Regions from separate parts of the Gossypium hirsutum genome. Here region 1 is linked to region 2. Evidence: chromatin contacts called from public Hi-C data. All regions are on one chromosome and are shown on one strand. Each heading gives the region's core, a stretch centred on a gene start, on an enhancer-like site or on the middle of the called end of the contact. The rest is flanking DNA. Distances are from core to core; before and after follow the strand shown. Region 1 holds the start of LOC107899513 (embryonic protein DC-8). Region 2 holds the start of LOC107899519 (F-box protein PP2-A15).

The links. Hi-C and Micro-C count contacts between places; a contact is called where the count stands out from the background.
Region 1: a Hi-C map of leaf shows a contact between it and region 2, with 2.2 times the contacts expected there. The contact joins the promoter of LOC107899513 here to the promoter of LOC107899519 in region 2. A contact is called at or near these places in 2 of 34 Hi-C or Micro-C datasets (hypocotyl and leaf).

The regions. Positions count from the first base shown.
Region 1 is chrD04:39,422,784-39,425,913 of Gossypium_hirsutum_v2.1, reverse strand. It overlaps LOC107899513 (embryonic protein DC-8), which reads left to right and starts at 1,625. Exons shown (of 2, transcript XM_016825247.2): 1 at 1,625-2,713; 2 at 2,796-3,130. The coding sequence starts at 1,736. The coding sequence ends at 3,035.
Region 2 is chrD04:39,183,342-39,186,612 of Gossypium_hirsutum_v2.1, reverse strand. It overlaps LOC107899519 (F-box protein PP2-A15), which reads right to left and starts at 1,416. Exons shown (of 4, transcript XR_005912186.1): 1 at 881-1,416; 2 at 591-709.

The DNA of each region.
Region 1 (3,130 bases), core at 376-2,875, 240 kb before region 2:
TCCCTTCTGTTCCTTTTCTGTCCATTTTTTGCTGCTCCCTTCGTGTGTGCGTTTCTTTGTTTTCTGCGCAGGTACAGGTACGGAGACGCGTGAGTGCAGAGGCTAGCGTGGAGCGACTACACGCGCGCAGGCGCAACACGTGCAAGGAGAAGGCCTAGTGGCTGCGGCGCTGGAGGCTCACCCTAGCTGCTAGGGTTTCTGCTGGTGGTTAAGGCTAGTGGGCTTAGGGTTAGGTGATTGGGTTGGGGCTAGGCTTAATGGGTTTAGGTTTAGGCTAGGTTAATTTTGGGTTTGGGCTAACTGGGCTTACTATTGTAAACTGGACTATTTAATTGTTTTTTCATTTGGTTTTATTTTATTGACGGGCTGGGCAAAAATGGGCTCTTACAGTAGCATTGCATCATTTTTTACTCGATTTTAAAATTTTTAAAATTGAGATAATACTCGTATTTAGGATTTTCAAGGAAATTGAGCCCTAACATATTGGGTTCCAATTTTCTTTGTTAAATCTAACAATCGAGAATTGCTCATTAATCAAAAAATAAAATGAAAAGCTTGGTGTCGGGAATTTAATATGTTGTGTCCTAACGTATTGGATGTGACGTATTGATTTATCGAGACAAAGATTTTTTTAAAAAATAATAACAAAGGAAATATTCCAAGTTTAAGATTTTGAGAAATTGTGCCCTAACGTATTAGGCCGTGATTTCTTTATAAATCTTAAACAAATAAATATTCTTTTAAATTTTATTACACGAGTATTTTGGACTAATTCATTTTTGAGGAATTAGAATGTCGTGCCCTAACGCATTGGGTGTGACATTTTCTTTCTCCGAAATGATAAGAGTTTTAATAAGTAACGTTTTTTAAGTTTTTATTAAGGATCATATTTTTAAATTTTCGACATTAAGACACTAATTAATTAACTAGGTACCAATTTTGGGCGTTACGAGGGTGCTAATCCTTCCTCGTACGTAACCGACTCCCGGATCCATTTTTCTAAAACTCGTAGACCAAAGCTATTTTTTAGGTGATCTAATCACACCTCAATAAAAGATTGGTGGGGACTCCCAATTTTTGTTTTTTTAAAAGTCGACAACTAATTTTTGTTTTTTTCAAAAATACAAATGGTTTCGACAATGACAAATCAAATTTTCTTCTTGAAAAAATTTCAAATCAAACTAAAAACATTAAAAATGAAGAGAAAAAATTCTTATTTATCATTCTCACATTAAAAAAGAATAAAAATAACATAAAATCACACTTTCGTACAATCCTTTCTCTTTAAACAAAACGGTCTAAAACTTTAAATATTCTTTTAAATCACATATACGCCTAATTTTGCCGAGTATTGCGCGACTTGCGTATGAAAAAACACGTGGAAACACACTGCATGAAGAAAGAAGATACCGACTTTGATGGTCACAGCCACAGGCAGCACCAATCCATCCACCGCTTCATATAAATCACTGAGACTAGCATTGCAAGTGTTCCTGCAACGTGTCAACTCATCATCTCACTAAAGCACGTGGCGACCAATCAGATTAAACGTTCTTCACCTACGTGTCATCCTCCCAGGATTAAAGCTAATTGTATATAGATCCATCGAAAGCATTTCACCAGCTTATAAAACGTACAAAGATCCAAAGATCATATATACATTTCTTCTGAATTACCTGTAATATCATTATTTGTTTTCCACCGAGTTCTTTGTTTGTTTGAGATTTGAACAACAATGGCGACAAGGCAAGAGAAGGAGCAAAGGGCCGAGGCGGCAGCAAGACAAGCGGCGGACGAACTTAGGGATGTTAATAGAGAAAGAGATTATGAAGAAAGAGTTGCTTATAAGGAGGAATGGGATCAATCTCCGCCGCAACAGCAACAGAGGCCCGGAGTTATTGGGAGCATGTTGAGGGCGGTGCAAGACACGTTCGGGCATGCCAAAGAGGCCGTCGTAGGTAATAAGGGCCACGAGGCGGAGGATTTCACTGGTCGAGGTACAGAGAAGACATGGGAGATGAAAGATAAAGCTGGTGAGTACAAAGACTATGCAACTGACAAGACAAAGGACGCCGCAGAGAGGGCGAAAGAGGCAACGGATGCTACCAAGGAAAAGGCTTCTGAGTATACAGATTATGCTGCTCACAAGGCAAAGGAAACCAGGGACTCCACCGCCCACAAGGCCAAAGAATCAAAGGATTCAGTAACAGGTAAAGCTTCCGAGTATGGAGATTATGTTGCCCAGAAGGCGAAGGAATCCAAGGATGCGGCGACCGGTAAGGCGGCTGATTATGCAGATTATGCTTCTCAGAAGGCCAAGGAAACTAGGGACTCGGCTTCCCAGAAGGCGAAAGAAGCCAAGGATAATATCACAGGGAAGGCTTCCGAGTATAAAGACTATGCAGCAGAGAAAGCCAAGGAAGCAAAGGACATGACAGCCGAGAAGGCGAAGGAAGCGGCGGGGAAGGCAAGAGAGGGGACGGAATATGCGGCAGAGAAGGCTAAAGAAGGAAGAGATGCTACAGTGGAGAAGACGAAGGAATACACAAATTATACCGTGGATAAAGCAAAGGAAGGCAAGGATACCGGTGTTAGTAAGCTTGGGGAGCTGAAAGACTCAGCTGCTGATGCTGCTAGGAAGGCCATGGGCTTCCTCACTGGAAAAACTGAAGAAACGAAGCACACGGCATCCGAAACTGCAGATAGAACCAAGGTAATCATATGAATCTTAATTATTCCAATCTTTTTTGTCAACCACTGTATTGTGTACTAAATGTTTGGTCAAATTAATATAGGAAAAGTTGAGCGAAACAACGGAGTCAGCTAGACAGAAAATGGAAGAGATGAAGCTGAAAGGTAATGATGGTGGTCGTGGGGTTTCAGAGAGGGTGGTGGTGAAAGTTGAAGATACGCGACCAGGAGCTTTTGCTTCTACACTGAAAGCATCTGATCAGATGAGTGGCCAAACTTTCAACGACGTGGGGCGTGTGAATGATGAAGGTGTTTATGATCGATCGGACAAAACCAATCTGTGATCTTTAAAGCACTGCACATTCCTTTGGTGTATGTGAGAGTATATATATATATAGGGTGGGTGGACTATTGTGGTGTTTTTGTTTCCATGGTTTTG
Region 2 (3,271 bases), core at 167-2,666:
TCAAACAAAATCATCTTTCTTCAGACCAAATATACCTTGAGATTAAGAATGTGGCAACCAAGACAAACACCAAATTCCATACATCATGCATATATGTACGTATACATTTATGTATGCGTATATGTATAAGCATATATACATACATCATCTTGAGCTCAATAATGAATGATCAACAAAGATGCAAATATTCAGAGGTTTCAGCCTTTCCACATAATACCATTTGTATAAAAACAACATCAACAAGCAGCAAAGCCTAGAAAACAGCAGTTGATTAGCATCCAAATGCATTTCCTTCCACCAAAGGAAAAAAAAAAAGGTGTAGATTGATAATACAATTTACCAAGAGTTCCATTCCAAGAAATATATAGCTTATGCATCTACATGCTCCATGTAGAAGAAAAATTACAAGCAACTAATTCTACTTTATGCTAGTTCAAGCAATCAATACAAAAATCCCACTCCTATGGTTAAAAAAATTTACTAGAAACATTTCAAGATACAAGTATCTCAATCCCATATTAAGTGAACGTCAGATTAATAAATTCTACTTGAAACTTTAGCATCGAAATGTGATGATGTTAATATCAAACCTAGATTCTTCAGTAGAAACCCTATTCCAATATCTCCGATCATCGATTCCAGTAATTGCCATCCCTTTTGCAGATATTGCCATGCATACCCTGCCTGTCACTCTGTCCAGCCACACTTCCTGCATCACCCCATGTTCAACCGTCGATAATCTTCACTTGCTCATCTAATGATAATAAAGCAGCTAAACCAAACAAAAAAGGAAAATCATGTAAAAAGGAAATGGTTAAATATTTAAAACAATAATCAAAAGGTACCGGGCGAAAAAAAACAAACTTCTATAATGACCTACCTTATATCCATCATCAAAAGGTACCGGGCGAGAAAGAAGCGCAAAAATGTCTTTCTTGGACATGTTCTGGTACCTCTCAGGAGGCAACAAATTTAGCAGATCTTGATAATTGGTGGGTAGCTTCTTCACCCAGATGGAATCGGAGGAGGCAGCCCCTCTAAAGGCGCGATTCAACCTGGCGAGATTGCAAATCTCCGGCGGCGTCAAGTTCATGAAAACGCAGGCCAAGCAGCCCTCGGGTATGTCCCCCAATCCTGGTCTCATCCCGGTCCTATTGGTTCCTTCCGTTTGGCTGGAAAGAGAGGCACCCATGAAATCCTTTCTCTTTAAAAAATACCTTGTATTTCTATTTATAAAAATTCAGTGTTTTAGAGGTAGGTTGGTGGTGAGAAGAGTGAAGAGGGGAGGGAGAAAATTTGTGGGTATTTTCTACCATTTTACTTTGGTTTGTTTTTTCCGGGAAAATGTGTGTCTGGGGGAGATGGGAAAGAAACCGAGGCAAAAATGTTGGCTTAGGATTTACCTAGACAGACTTTTGAGGATGCTTTTGGTGGGGTCCATTAACCGAAACGGAAATGGAATGCACCTCATTTATATTTTTATGTCATATGCACCCATATTTTACTTTGAATGATAAACATTTCAATATAATCGAAATGCACGTCTTTCTATATTAATAATAATTTTCACATCAAATAAATACTATCTTAATGAACATGTTGATGAAAATATTTTTTTATGGATGCCCATTATAACCATATTGAATATTTTTCATCCAAATTAGTTAATATCCATAATAATCATGTAACATTCTTTATCAAAAAATCATCAAGTTCTACAATAATTTTAACTTTTTTTAGAGAATTAAAATTGGGTTATATAATTCTATGATTATCTATTTATAATTTTTTAAAATATTAAATTAAAATTTTATCATTTTTAAATATATTAACTTTAAAACTTTATAAATTTTAAATATTTACCACTCCAACGTACTTAAAACATATTGTATTCTTTCACTAAAAAATTTAAGAGATATGAATAGTTTAGAATTGATTAGAAAGACATTATATTTTAAATTCATTAAAAATAGATTTAAATAAAAAAATTTAAGGGTTTTTTACCTAAATAACTTTTAAAAAAAATTAAATACTGAAATAGGTTGTCAACTTGATTATATACAAAAATGGTATGTTCTTTTGGGTCATGCCTATCTGACAGGCGCAACCACTTTTATTATATTAAAATATTATTATTTTATTTTTATTAAAAATATTTAAATATATATACAGGTCAAAATACAGTTAACGGGTTAAAAATACCCGAAACAGGTTGCGCCTGTCGATAGGCGCAACTAGTCGCGCCTGACAGGTAGGCGCAACTAGTCGCGCCTGACAGGTAGGCGCCACTGCCTGCCCACTGCACCCCTCTGCTGCACAGCCCCCCTGCGCCCCTCTGCTGCACAGATACACTGCTTGGCAGTGTGTAGTCCCTTCACAAGGGCAAAATAAATTGTAAATGGGGGACCTTATAAGCATGGTCCCCCAAGTTCAAGCACCCACCGGAAGAGAGAAAGAAATGAGAGAAAAGAGAAGAAAAAAGAAGAAGAAGAAGAAGAAGAAGAAAGAAAAAAAAAAGTAATGTATTATTTTAGTAAATAATTTTGTTTATAATTTAAATAGTTTAATTAAGATGTTGTGAAATTTTTTTGTTATTAATTATTATTTATAAATTGCTTATGTTTAGTGTTTATGATTTTGGGTTTATATTTTGTAAGAATGTATTTTTTTGTTTTTTATAATTATTTTAAAATTAATTTGTTAGTAATTTAGGATTATGTTATAAATTATTATGTTTGTAATTATTTTAAAATTAATTTATTAGTAATTTAGGATTATGTTATAAATTGTTGTGTTTAGTTTAGTATTTGGTGAGTTTTTAGTAATGTAAAATTATTTTGTTAAATATTTTGTTAGTAATTTGTTATAAATTGTTGTGTTTTGTGAGTTTTTAGTAATGTAATTTTTTTTAAAAATAATTTTATAGTTATTTTGTTAGTAGTTTATGATTAGATTATAAATTGTTAGTGTTTTGTGTTTTGTTATAGTTATTTATTTTGTTAATAATTAATGGGATTTGGTTACAAATTGTTAGTGTTTAGTATAGGGTTTTGTGATTTTTTAGTAATGTAATTTTTAAAAAAATAATTTATAGTTATTTTGTTAGTAATTTATGATTAGGTTATATAAATTGTTAGTGTTTAGTTATGTGTTTTGTAATTTTTTAGTAATGTATTTTTTTAAAAACAATTTTATAGTTATTTTGTTAGTAATTTATGATTAGGTTATATAAATTGTTAGTGTTTAGTTATGTGTTTTGTAATTTTTTAGT